2 separate regions of the Gossypium hirsutum genome follow, and region 1 is linked to region 2. The links are chromatin contacts, called in public Hi-C maps. All regions are on one chromosome and are shown on one strand. Each heading gives the region's core, a stretch centred on a gene start, on an enhancer-like site or on the middle of the called end of the contact. The rest is flanking DNA. Distances are from core to core; before and after follow the strand shown. Region 1 holds the start of LOC107920746 (eukaryotic translation initiation factor NCBP). Region 2 holds the start of LOC107903851 (double-stranded RNA-binding protein 1).

Region 1 (5,986 bases), core at 2,924-5,423, 220 kb after region 2:
CAAAACGCATAATAAATTTTATTATTATAAAATAAACTAAAAAAAGGAATAGTTTGAATCTCATTTAAGTATTGTTTGTGGGGTATTTTTCTAAAAAATGTTTTATTTATAAAAATATTATTTAATAAATAAATTTTATGTCAAAAAAGAAAAAAATATATTCATTTATAATTTTGTATGTATTTTTATAAACCCTTATATATTTTTATAAAAAAAAAGATCTTTCAGATAATTTTTTAAAGTTTCTAAAATTTGAGTTTTTAAAAAGTAAGACTAAATTGATAAAATTTGTAAAACATTGGAAAACTAAATTTGTTATTATGCCGATAAAAGACTGTCATTAGTGATTAACAAAAGAATGACTAAAATATTTAAATTTCCATAATATTAGTGATTCAAATAGATAATTTTAAACATGAATGACCAAATTAAAAATATACTAAGAATTGAATTATTATTTTTATAGTTTATCTTACAAAATAACCAAGCGAACTTTCCGTTAATAATTTAAAGACCAAAATATTATATTTCAATGACATAAATAACAAAAATATTTTTTTTTAAATATAGACAATCTAATAGTTGAACCACTATTTAGTTTACCCAAAAATAAATTGTCAACTTGCGTATCTCTTATTTGTCTTATATTTTCTTAATACATTACGAAAAATTGAATCTATAAAAATTAATCTTATTTTAACCTTGCTCGTGCTCCTAAATTTTTGCTCTAACCTTAGTAGCATGATAGTGGCCAAACTACAAATAGAATTTGAACGAAAGGCTTCTACAAACATTTTAGCGAAACCAACTTCATATTAATAATATATGGATACCAATGGATGGAGGAGCATAACATTTCCATAAAACCAACATTGGTGACACCTACCTGTCTCATAGTCCAACATAACGATTATAATCAACTATGGTTTTCCATGTCATAACATCCAAAGATGCAGAGACGTTAAACAGTCTTTTTAAGTGTTCTCGTTTTCTCAACTTCTAACCTCTCAACCACGTGTTTCGATATGATGAGTTGTCACGCAAAGAAGCATCGTGGGGCTTGTACTCCATCACATAGCTGTGGGGAAGCTTTAAGTGCCGTTTGATTGAATCTCTTAGAGCCATAACAGCCTGATGATCCGACGCATTACGATTCCATACGCTCAATATATCCTCATTGAAGCGAATGCTCAGCACTACACCACAAACATTATCTCCGTAATCAAGTTGATCACCAACCAAGGCAAGAACCTGCAATGTACAACATCAAATGCCCATCACTCAGACACCCAATCACACACTAATACAACATTTCACACACCTCCAAACGGAACAGTTGCATTTACCAAGATGTCTTACAATCTATTTATTTGTTTATTTTATAGCTTAAAATCAGGAAGCATCTTTAAAAGAGGCAGCGAGGTTAACATTTGCACCAATAAAGCCTAAATGTCAACTAGAAAAGAAACAAGATGGTAAAAAATGCGCTTCTAAGGAAATTTGAACCAGATTTCAGGAATCTCTTAGGGAAAATTCTAAAAGAAACTCCTTGTTTCGAGCTTTCCATCAGCTTCAATGTTTCACAAAAAATTAGAAAATTACAATAGTTTGTGTAATCAGACAAAGTTTTGTGTAATTTGTATTATATAATATTTGTAATAATTTGTGTAATTAGGTAATATTTGGTGTAATTAAAGCCGATTGAAAGCTCACCCTAGAACTTCTCATCTTTTCAGAAAAAAATGAAACTATTATTCTTCATATCAATGATCAGTGGGTTACAAAAATGCCCAATTTCTTCCCCCTTCAAACAAAAAGATACACTATCAACACATACATTTGGAATTGATATTTTCAAGCGTTAAATAGGCACCCATGTAATCAATTGAGGCACACACCTGGCTAAGAGCCGAATAACAACCTTTATAATCAACTAAACTATTTTCAGATTCCTATCTCACAGCTTAATCAAAAGACAGGGAGTTTACTGTTAATGGAACTCCAAAGTATTTGCACAGAACAGAGAATAACATTCTGCACCTCCATCTTCAACCATAATATCACTATACTTCCCATGAAATAGTCTAAAGAAGTTAAAGAAACCGTAAAAGCTCTCATTTAGTTATAGAACAGGTAGACATCAAGTATGTGCTTCAATTAAGGTGGAATTCCCATGATCAAGACTAGAATTTAAAAAGCTCTGGTTTGATTGCAGAAAGCTGATTTAAAAGAGACTTTTAAACTTGTTCATAGAACAAAACCTAATTAGAATATCAGAAAATAGATTATTACAAGTGGTATTCTTTCTTACCAGATCTTCCCAAAAGCGACCTGAAACAACCTTTTTGAACCGAATTATCCACTTGCCACCATTGCAGTTTGCAGAGTCCTGAGATAATAACAATTTTATGAAACCACAAAGGACTCATGTTAAATAAAATGTTCAAGATTTGATAGCAGTTATATAATATTATATATATATAAAGTGGCACTGGCAGTTTGAAGGTGAGGCCTTCGATAATTACCTCCCATAGTGGACGGATTCCCTCCTTGAATAAATGCAAATCTGTTGGGCTTGGCAAAGTAGAAGGACGGGCCAAGTGGCAATAACAGACCCAAAAACCTTCAACCTAAAAAGAAATATTTATACCAAGGTGAGAATATTTACAATCAAACACAGTTAGCTTTTTAAAAAGAACTTACAGTACTGAAATCCACAATTTTCTTTATATTGTCCTCATAGGCTGTTTGGGTTCGAACTCCAGGTGTCCGACGAGTGTACCAGAAGACAAACTTGTGCTGTAAAAAATGTGAGAACCAAATAAGGGGACTAATAAGCAACCAATTTGGCACTTGAATAGTTATATATATGTCAGACCAAGAAAATGAAGAGCCAAGAACATCATAAAAATTGAAGCCTAAGTTAGTTGGATACAGCTCATTTAGATCATGAAACATGAACTACAACATAAAAGGTAGCACAGTGCGGAGATCATACTTTCCCTTAACTTGAAGTGAATTCATTTTACCTTAGTTAATTAGGACTAATTATAGAATGTGTAGAAACTGAGTTGGATACAATACTTTGCTAAGGTAGTACCATGGTGGGCTATCTACACCATGAAAAGAGATTCATTTCAAGGTTTATTTTCATTTGTTACCATGGTGTTCTTTCACATTTTGATCAGAATTTGGATTGTCTAGTTCAATAAGATATCCATAGGTGTTCAAGTGAATTCAGGTAAACTAATGCATCGCCACGATAGTATTGGAGAACTCATTTGTCTCTTCTAAGTCGAAGCATGCACTTCTGCAACCACATTATGAACTTAAAAGTTAAGTGCTGCAAAAGCTCCGGGATGCTTTAATATATATATATAATAATCAACTAATCACTTCCTAGACTACCTCTCCAAACTAATCAGGAAAAACAAACAAAAGAGAAAACAGTGTTTCTATTACATAAATTCTTTCACTGAATCGTCAAGTGTCTCAATTGAGTAAATCATTCCAAATGTTAATAACTTCAAAAAGGAATCAATATTTCAATATGAATACGTGAAAATTGAAATGAGAAACAATTATTCAGCAAAATGAAATAAATTTCCGAAAACAAAATTTCTTGTTTTAAAAAGACCAGTGAAATATTATATCTTTAAAATGTTAAAAAAAAAGTTATCTGAATCGAAATAAAATGCCATAGTCCGTCATTAAACCTAAAAATTTCAAAAGCGATATTTTGAAATTGTAAACAGATCTATCCACAAGCAAAACATTACACATATATTCACATAAATTAATTTTTTTCAAAAAGAAAAGAAAAATCATGAGAAATAAAAATACCTTGAGAGGATGCAAACCGGCTTTGAGGTCACGGGCTCGGCGTTCTTCAGCTTCTTTACTCGTATTATTGCCATCAGAATCTGTCAAATCGTTGTTGATATTATCATTGTTGTTCAAATCTTTGCTGCTGTTATTGCTCTCTCCTTCCCTTTTCTCCGTAATTTCCATTTTCGATTCTTTTTCCCCTCTCTCTGCAGAAGCCCTAACGTTTTTTTTTTCCCATGTTCGTTCTTTTTAATGGGGAATGGGAAAGGAAAGGAGATGAAACGGTGCGTTGCGCATTGATGTTTTTGTCTGCGTCCTGTTTGGTACGTAGGTTGGTTGGCCTTGTTATTTGGTTTCTTCTTCCTTTTAGGTACAAATAAAGTATTCTAAAACATAATTTATCCAATGCCAACCACTTGGTTTTTACTTAGGTTATAAAAAAAATTACAAAAATAAAATAGGTTGTAGATTATTTACGGGCTAATTTTTAGATATATGCTTTAGTTTTTTTAATTTATTGTTCTACGTTATTTTTGGAGAGAGAAAAGAAAATGCGTCCTACAAGATGTGTTTTTACTGATGTGGGAAAGAGAATAAAAACGTACCCTATAGGACACATTTTCACTTTGGTAAATTTTTTTTCTTACGGTTGGAAATTATAAATTTGTAGATTTATTTTTGCCCATGTTTGAGATAGAAATTGTTATAATTTTAAGGAATATTTTCATTTATAGTGGTGTCATGGAGCTGAGTGATCCACAAATTTCATCTACCATGTGAGTAAGAGCCATCACTCAAGAAGTCAGATCGTGTTGCAACTCAAAGTCCCAGTTGACGGTGATTATATGGTCTCGAATTGAATTGTAACTATGGCTTCAAGTTTACAAAAGTTATGTTGTCAAGGGATGAAGCATAAATGAAACCCCGATTAGTAGTGGTTATGTAGACAGGGGTAAAACCAAAAAAAAATTTTAGGGTGCCAAAATTAAATTATAATTTTTCCGATAGCAAAAATGCAATTTCATTATTTTAATAACCTATATCTTTATAATTTTTAAAGGATTAAATCAAATTTTTATATTTTTAAGGGGCAAAGTGCAATTTTACATTTACTAATTTAAAATTTTAAAAATATTAAAGGGCCTAAATGGGAAATTTTCCATTTTAGGAGGGTTGGGGCCCTTGCTAGCCCCTTAGTTTTGCCCCTGTATGCAAGCACGACAACGATTTTTTCCTCGTTAGAAGAGGATGTTTTATAAAACCTAAACAGAAGTACGAGGAAGAAAAACACAATAGCGTTTTAGTATAATAAGATAATGCATCTTATCCATCACCACCGAAAGCGGTGACCCCATTATTATAACCTGTGACAGAATTGGGGTGCAATAGGTTATACTAACAAGGTTACTGCTTTCGGACAGACAACATGAATTATTTAATTATATTGGAAGACCCCTTGCGTGTTCCTTCCTTACACTTCCGTATGAGTTTTATAAAACATGCTCCTATGACGAGGAGAAACTTGTTGTCCTGCCTACATAACCACCATCAACTAGGGCCCCAGTTATGTTCTATCCTTTGACAGCATAATCTTTGTAAACTTGAAATCTTATTTACACTTCAACCCCAGACGATATAATCACTGCCAACTTGGACCTTGAGTTGCAAAGTGATCCCAACTTCTCAAGTCATGGCTATATACTCACATGGAAAGTAAAATTTATAAGTTATCGAGCTCCACGACATCATCGTGAATCCAAACACAACTTAAAACTATAATTATGTCTCCCCTAAAATAAAAGAGAAATAAATCTTTAAACTAGGAAATTTCAACACGCAAGAAAAAGAAAAAAAATAATTTAAACGAAACTATAATTTCGTTCATACGTTGTTGTCTAAGAAAAGGTAATTTGTTAAATTACATGTAGGTTTAGGGATTTGGGTAATGATCACTATATTTTATTATTATTTTTTTGGTTTTAAACATGTGGAATAGGCTATTTGGTTCAAGATGAGTAGGGGAGTCAGAGTTCTTATCTATTACAACGATCAAATTTTTAAGATCGAATTAGGCCCTTTTTTTCTATCAGCCCAATATGAAGATCTGACATTCAACCAGAGCATAATGTTAAAAGAGCTTCGAACAAGGATTAGGCAC
Region 2 (5,740 bases), core at 2,772-5,271:
GCCGTGAGCGTCGACCTCCGCGTAGGTATACCCCCCGGACAACACCATCGAACCATCAACTGTAGGGGTTTAATGCACTTTTTCTATAACTCGTATTATTTGTATTTTAGATATCTCGGATGTTCTGAATTTTATGTATAGATATCAATTATTCAATTTTTGCAGTTTATATTAAAGCTCAATCGAATTATGAATGCCTCTATTTTCGATATAATCTTAATAATTCCACAACGTTCACATGGTATCTTATAACTTAATCTGGAAACAATATGGATACAATTTAAGCGTAAGCATAAGCCGAATAAGAAAAATTATTATTAATAAAATTACCTTTTATAACAACATACATAAAAATTTTATAGCTTTAGCTTAATTTCGCCCCGATCCCGACGACTGTCCAACATGAAAGTTTCGGTTAGGGCATTTATTCCGGCTATGACCACTTAACCTACATATTCCATAGCGCTTTCCGTCAGATTTCTCCCTAATGTCCATCTCATTACGGATTCTGCTTGACTGCGGACGACCCCTTGGATTCCTCCGTAGCCCTCTGTCTGGGAGAAGCTCGAAAGTGATCGGCGGCACCTCCCACGTAGATAGGTCTGGCAGGACTGGTAACTCATTCTCCCAGACACGCAATGTGCGCTCCAGCGTGTACACATCATCGACATATTGTTCAGCATCAAGGTTGACTTTAGCACACGCTGCCACGACATGCGCACAAGGATAATGAAGTGTTTCGAACTTCCTGCACTCGCACCGTCTATTCTAGAGATCAACTTCGTAGGACCTAGGTCGACGACCGATGTTCTCAGTAACTCGAAACGTTTCCAGTTGTCGTGAATATATTTCCACGTTCATTGACCTCGCCAACCGACGGTTTACGACCATTGCATCCTTCACATGTTCAACAAACACATGTCCCGCCTGAATCTGGTCGACTTGCTGCTGACCCATTCTTGGCATCAAAGTGGCCAGCCTGTAGAAAGTAGCAGAAAATACCGATGCAATCGGAAGATGACGTGTTTTCAACAAGACTGCATTAATCCCCTCGACTAAGTTTGTGGTCATGTGGCCATAACGAAAGTCCTCGTCAGCACTTTGAGCCCACTGCCACGGCTCTATTGTGCGCAACCATTGTCGAAAAGATGTGTTTGTCTGCCCTTCCATGTCACTCTCAAGTTAGGTCATTCTTTGCCGGAAAATATGTGGCTCTAACTCGTACGCTGCATACGTATTAACGAAAAATAAGTTAAAGTAAGTCGATAACATCAAACATTACAACTTATATTAAAAATATAAGGTTATCATTTACCCATTGCCACGACTTGTCTCTTCCAGTCTGCATTCTTATAATCTTTATGGAAGTTTGACGCAATGTGACGAATGCAGTAAACGGATCTCCACGGCACACCAGAACGCCTAATAGCTGCAATTAAACCCTTCCCTCTATCGGAGATTATGCAAATGTTATCATTCCTAATAACATACCTCCGCAGATTTGTGAGGAAGAATTCCCAAGACTCCATGTTCTCTTTATCTACTATAGCAAATGCTATCGGGAGCACGTTTCTGTTACCGTCTTGAGCAACTGCAATAAGTAGTATCTGTGTATATTTTCCATACAGCCAGGTCCCATCCACCTGCACAAGTGGCTTGTAGTGGGGAAATGCCCGCACACATGGATCGAACGTCCAGAACATCCGATGGAAAATCCTTTTTGCAGGTTCTAACTGCTCATCCGGGCCGTAAGATGGACTGGTCTACAACTCAATCACAGTCCCCGGTACATACACCTACATAGCAGCTATCCAACCTTGAATCCCGTTATACGACGAATCGTAATCCCCATACAGTTGCTCCATCGCCATCTGTTTAGCTACCCATGCTTTCCGATATGAGACTCGATACTGGAATCGTGCTTGCATTTCTGCAATGAGTACCGAAACTCTAATGGTCGGTATATCCTTCACCATTGGCATGATACACGTACAAATAGTTTTCGAATCAAGTTTTCCATGATCTTCTGTCATACGTGTTGATGTGCATGTATGAGGACCAACAAATTTTCGTATCTCCCACATCTGAGAACTTCTAATGAATGCAGCTCACACCCACCAATTGCAGCATTCTGCTGCCTTCCAACACTCCCCAACATATATTGTCGGAGTAGACACGGAACTTTATAATCCACCGATATCTTCATGTTGTACTGTTTAATGGCATATACGCAATCTTCTTTACAACTGAATCTCTGGCCTATGAATAACTCATCATCATCAGATGTTACGGCCAGCCCGTGAGAATGAACTATTTCAGGGTACTCCGGAAACTCAGATACATACGCTGCGTCGTGATCTATGAGCGACATGTGTGGCCCAGGATTATTGTGTATCACAATACGCCGCATCTGCTCCCCGACCGAAGAAGCGTTAATGCCTTCATCGTTGTTGACATCTTCAGCGTCAATATCATTAGGTACATCGTCCAAATCGGGATCAGCGTCACTATTGACCTCTTCATCCCAATGATCGCCACCACCTTCTTCTTCGTCGACACCTTCTTCTTCACCACCAACCATGTCAACATCGGGTGTAATATTCAGGTCGATACCGATCCCACCCATAGTTGATTCACTATTAACGTATGATATTGGAGCCACCATCCGCGGTTCTTCAGCCCCGTCTTCTTCATCAGATGCATTTTGCTCCATACCGACTAACTCAGCAAATAAGTGAATCGGTGCATTCTTCTCACTCCCATTCCCACAGTAGAGATCGACCATTGTCTCCACGTCTTCATCGTCTACAAGTTCCATTTCGACGAATTTGACCGGGTTTGTCGAAACTGGAAACTTGTAGAAAATTTTTGATATCCTTCTCCCACGTCTATGGATTTTTGCATTAATCCTTGCCTTCATTTCATCGAACGATACATTTCTATTAAATCTCATTGCTATTTGTTGCCGACATTCAAATACACATCTAACACTTGTTGTCAATATGACTCCATCGAAATAAACACATACAAGAAACTTAGCATCCATCTTCAATATTTAATCTGTCAAAAAAAAAACAAAATCTCATAAAAAATCTCGAACGGTAACTGAATTACTTAAAAAAAATTTATACTCAAAATAATACACAAAATAATACACACTAAAATTATTAATTTTATACTACGAATAATATTAATAATTTTATACACAAAATAATACACACTAAAATTATTAATTTTACTAAAAAAACTAACTATAATAATAATACTAATTTTTTACTAACTAGTTTATTTTCGTAAATAAAAATAATAAGTAACCATAATAATAATACTAGTTTTCTGCTAACAATAATATTACTAAGTTACATCTTAATACATTAATAACATCTTCATACTAACAACAACAACAACAACAACAACAACAACAATAATAATAATAATAATAATACTTACTAATACTTTTATTTTGAGTTTTATTAATCTTAATAACTAAACTAAAACAAAAAATATTACAAAATATACAAAATAATAACAACAATATAATCAATTATTTTTAAAAAAATACCTCCTTTTTCTGCTCTTTTTCTCTTTTTTCCGCGCCAACTCTTCTTCTTTTTTTTATTTTTCTCTCTTCAGCTGGGTAGAGGTCGTATTTATAATACGAGTGGTGCCGCCAATTAGTATGACACCATTGGTGCCGCCAATTCCATTGGCGTGACCAGTAAATTGTCACATCGGTCTAATTTTTTTTTTGCAAATTTTGTTTTTTTTGGTTTTTTTTAATATATTTTGGTAAATAAAAAAAGTTTATATGTTTTGGCAAATAAAAAAATTGTAATATTTTAATAAATTTTTATTTTTTTATAATATTTTTGTAAAAAACCCGAAAAGGGACTTATTAGAGAAGAAGTTTATTTTCCCGTTAACCGACAAACCATGAAATTACTTTTCATAAATAAATTTTAAAAAATATTATCCTTAAAATAATAGCCTCTATTTATTAAAGCACAACATAAACTAAAACAACGACACTGATTGTTCGTAATCTATGTATCAAAAATTTAAATCCAGTTGGGTAATTCCCGAGAAAAAAAGGATCTATGTAAATATATACATGTATTAATAGAACTCACGGGTTGTGCATCTTTCAAGCTCAAAATCACGGAAAATTCTGGTAAAAAGAAAAGAAAAGAAAGAAAGCTCCTACTATAAGTAGAAAAAATATCATTTTTCGTTGCATCGCTTTTCCAAACTCCTATCAATACCAAAAAGAAAAACCCTCCTATAAGTACATGGTTTTTGCACGTTAAAATTTGAGAGAGAGGGACTGTGAAAGATGTACAAGTCGAGATTGCAAGAGCTTTGCCAGAAGAAAGCATGGAGGTTACCAGAGTACAACGTCACAAAACAAGGCCAAGATCACAATCCTCGATTCGAAGCTACCGTGGATGTAAACGGCATGTCGTTTCAGTCTCAGAATCCGGCCAAGTCTTCCAAGGAAGCCCAAAATGACGCCGCTTATCTCGCTTTCCTTCATTTCACTGCGCCCCCTCTTCCTGATCCTGGTACCATCTTTTAATTTAAGAATAAGCCAAACCCGTATTTCATTTTCTTCAGTTTCTGTTAACAACTGTTCATGTTAGTGTTTTCAGAAACTTTTTTATTTTTTGTTTTAGAGGGAAATGCAATTTGTAGGAAGCCAATCTGTTTTATCTATTTCCCCCCGTTTTATTGTTATTTTCAGTTGTTTTTATGTTAATTTTCTCTCTTTATTTGGGTTTCAGTTGATATTTATTTTGATATTTCATTTTCGTTTAGAGTAAGTGCAGATTACAGCTATCGATGAAATGGATTTCGCCATTTCCGTTTAATGGTGAAGTCGATTTTTGTCTTTTTTAAAGAATCATATGCTACAATTGTCCCTTTCCATGGGTTCTTAACTTAGAGGAACGGGGAAAAGGAAAGAAACTTGACATTTTGAAATTTCTGATTTCGGACAATTTGAAGTCTGAAAGAATTGGTTTATATGCTCAAATAAGCGTTATAAGGACCTCAAAAACTATGTTCATAACTGTTTATGTTCAAATGGGTGCTCTGAATGCTAGACTATCGTGCTGGTCAGCAAAAGTTCGATGGCCTTGTCATATAGCTTTCATAACAAACTATTTTGATTTTATCTTTTAGGCAAATAGTGTGGGCTTTTGATGCACCTAGAAAGTAATTGTTTTGATTTTATAAGGTCAGTGCTCTTTCATTGATTTTTCACTCTAGAATGTGCTGATAAGAATTTGATCATAAATTGTTGTTATATGCACCTTCAGCTTTTTAATTCTTTTGTATGACTTCGGGAACCAGTACATGTTTTACTTTTATAGAACTTTTGGAAGTTTTCTTTTTCTTTTAATTTTTATTTTCCGCCTTCCCTTGTCAACGGTTTAATTAAATTTATGATGCATATGTACTTTAGATTCTGTGATTCTTGCAGGTTCTTCAAATGCAATTGCAAATTTTGATAGTAATACTACTAACAGAAGCCTGCAACCAGAAAGACAAGAAGCATGTCGAGATTCTCATGTCAGTGACTGTGCTTCTATTTGCAACAATAATGAAAAATTTAAAGGTCAGAAAACTTATGTTGAATACGAACATGCCTAACGTTTTACCAACTCAAACCAAAAGAAAAATCGGATAGCTTGTTTGTTTAATTATTATGTAAAAGATGATTATTTGTTGTCCATGTTCC

Evidence for each region. Hi-C and Micro-C count contacts between places; a contact is called where the count stands out from the background.
Region 1: a Hi-C map of petal shows a contact between it and region 2, with 2.9 times the contacts expected there. The contact joins the promoter of LOC107920746 here to the promoter of LOC107903851 in region 2. A contact is called at or near these places in 2 of 34 Hi-C or Micro-C datasets (leaf and petal).

Annotation. Positions count from the first base shown.
Region 1 is chrD13:33,803,752-33,809,737 of Gossypium_hirsutum_v2.1, forward strand. It overlaps LOC107920746 (eukaryotic translation initiation factor NCBP), which reads right to left and starts at 4,174. Exons shown (of 5, transcript XM_016850591.2): 1 at 3,844-4,174; 2 at 2,704-2,799; 3 at 2,526-2,630; 4 at 2,312-2,389; 5 at 794-1,251. The coding sequence starts at 4,011. The coding sequence ends at 1,000. It also overlaps the pseudogene LOC121224955.
Region 2 is chrD13:33,586,978-33,592,717 of Gossypium_hirsutum_v2.1, forward strand. It overlaps LOC107903851 (double-stranded RNA-binding protein 1), which reads left to right and starts at 4,022. Exons shown (of 6, transcript XM_016830023.2): 1 at 4,022-4,562; 2 at 5,483-5,617. The coding sequence starts at 4,334.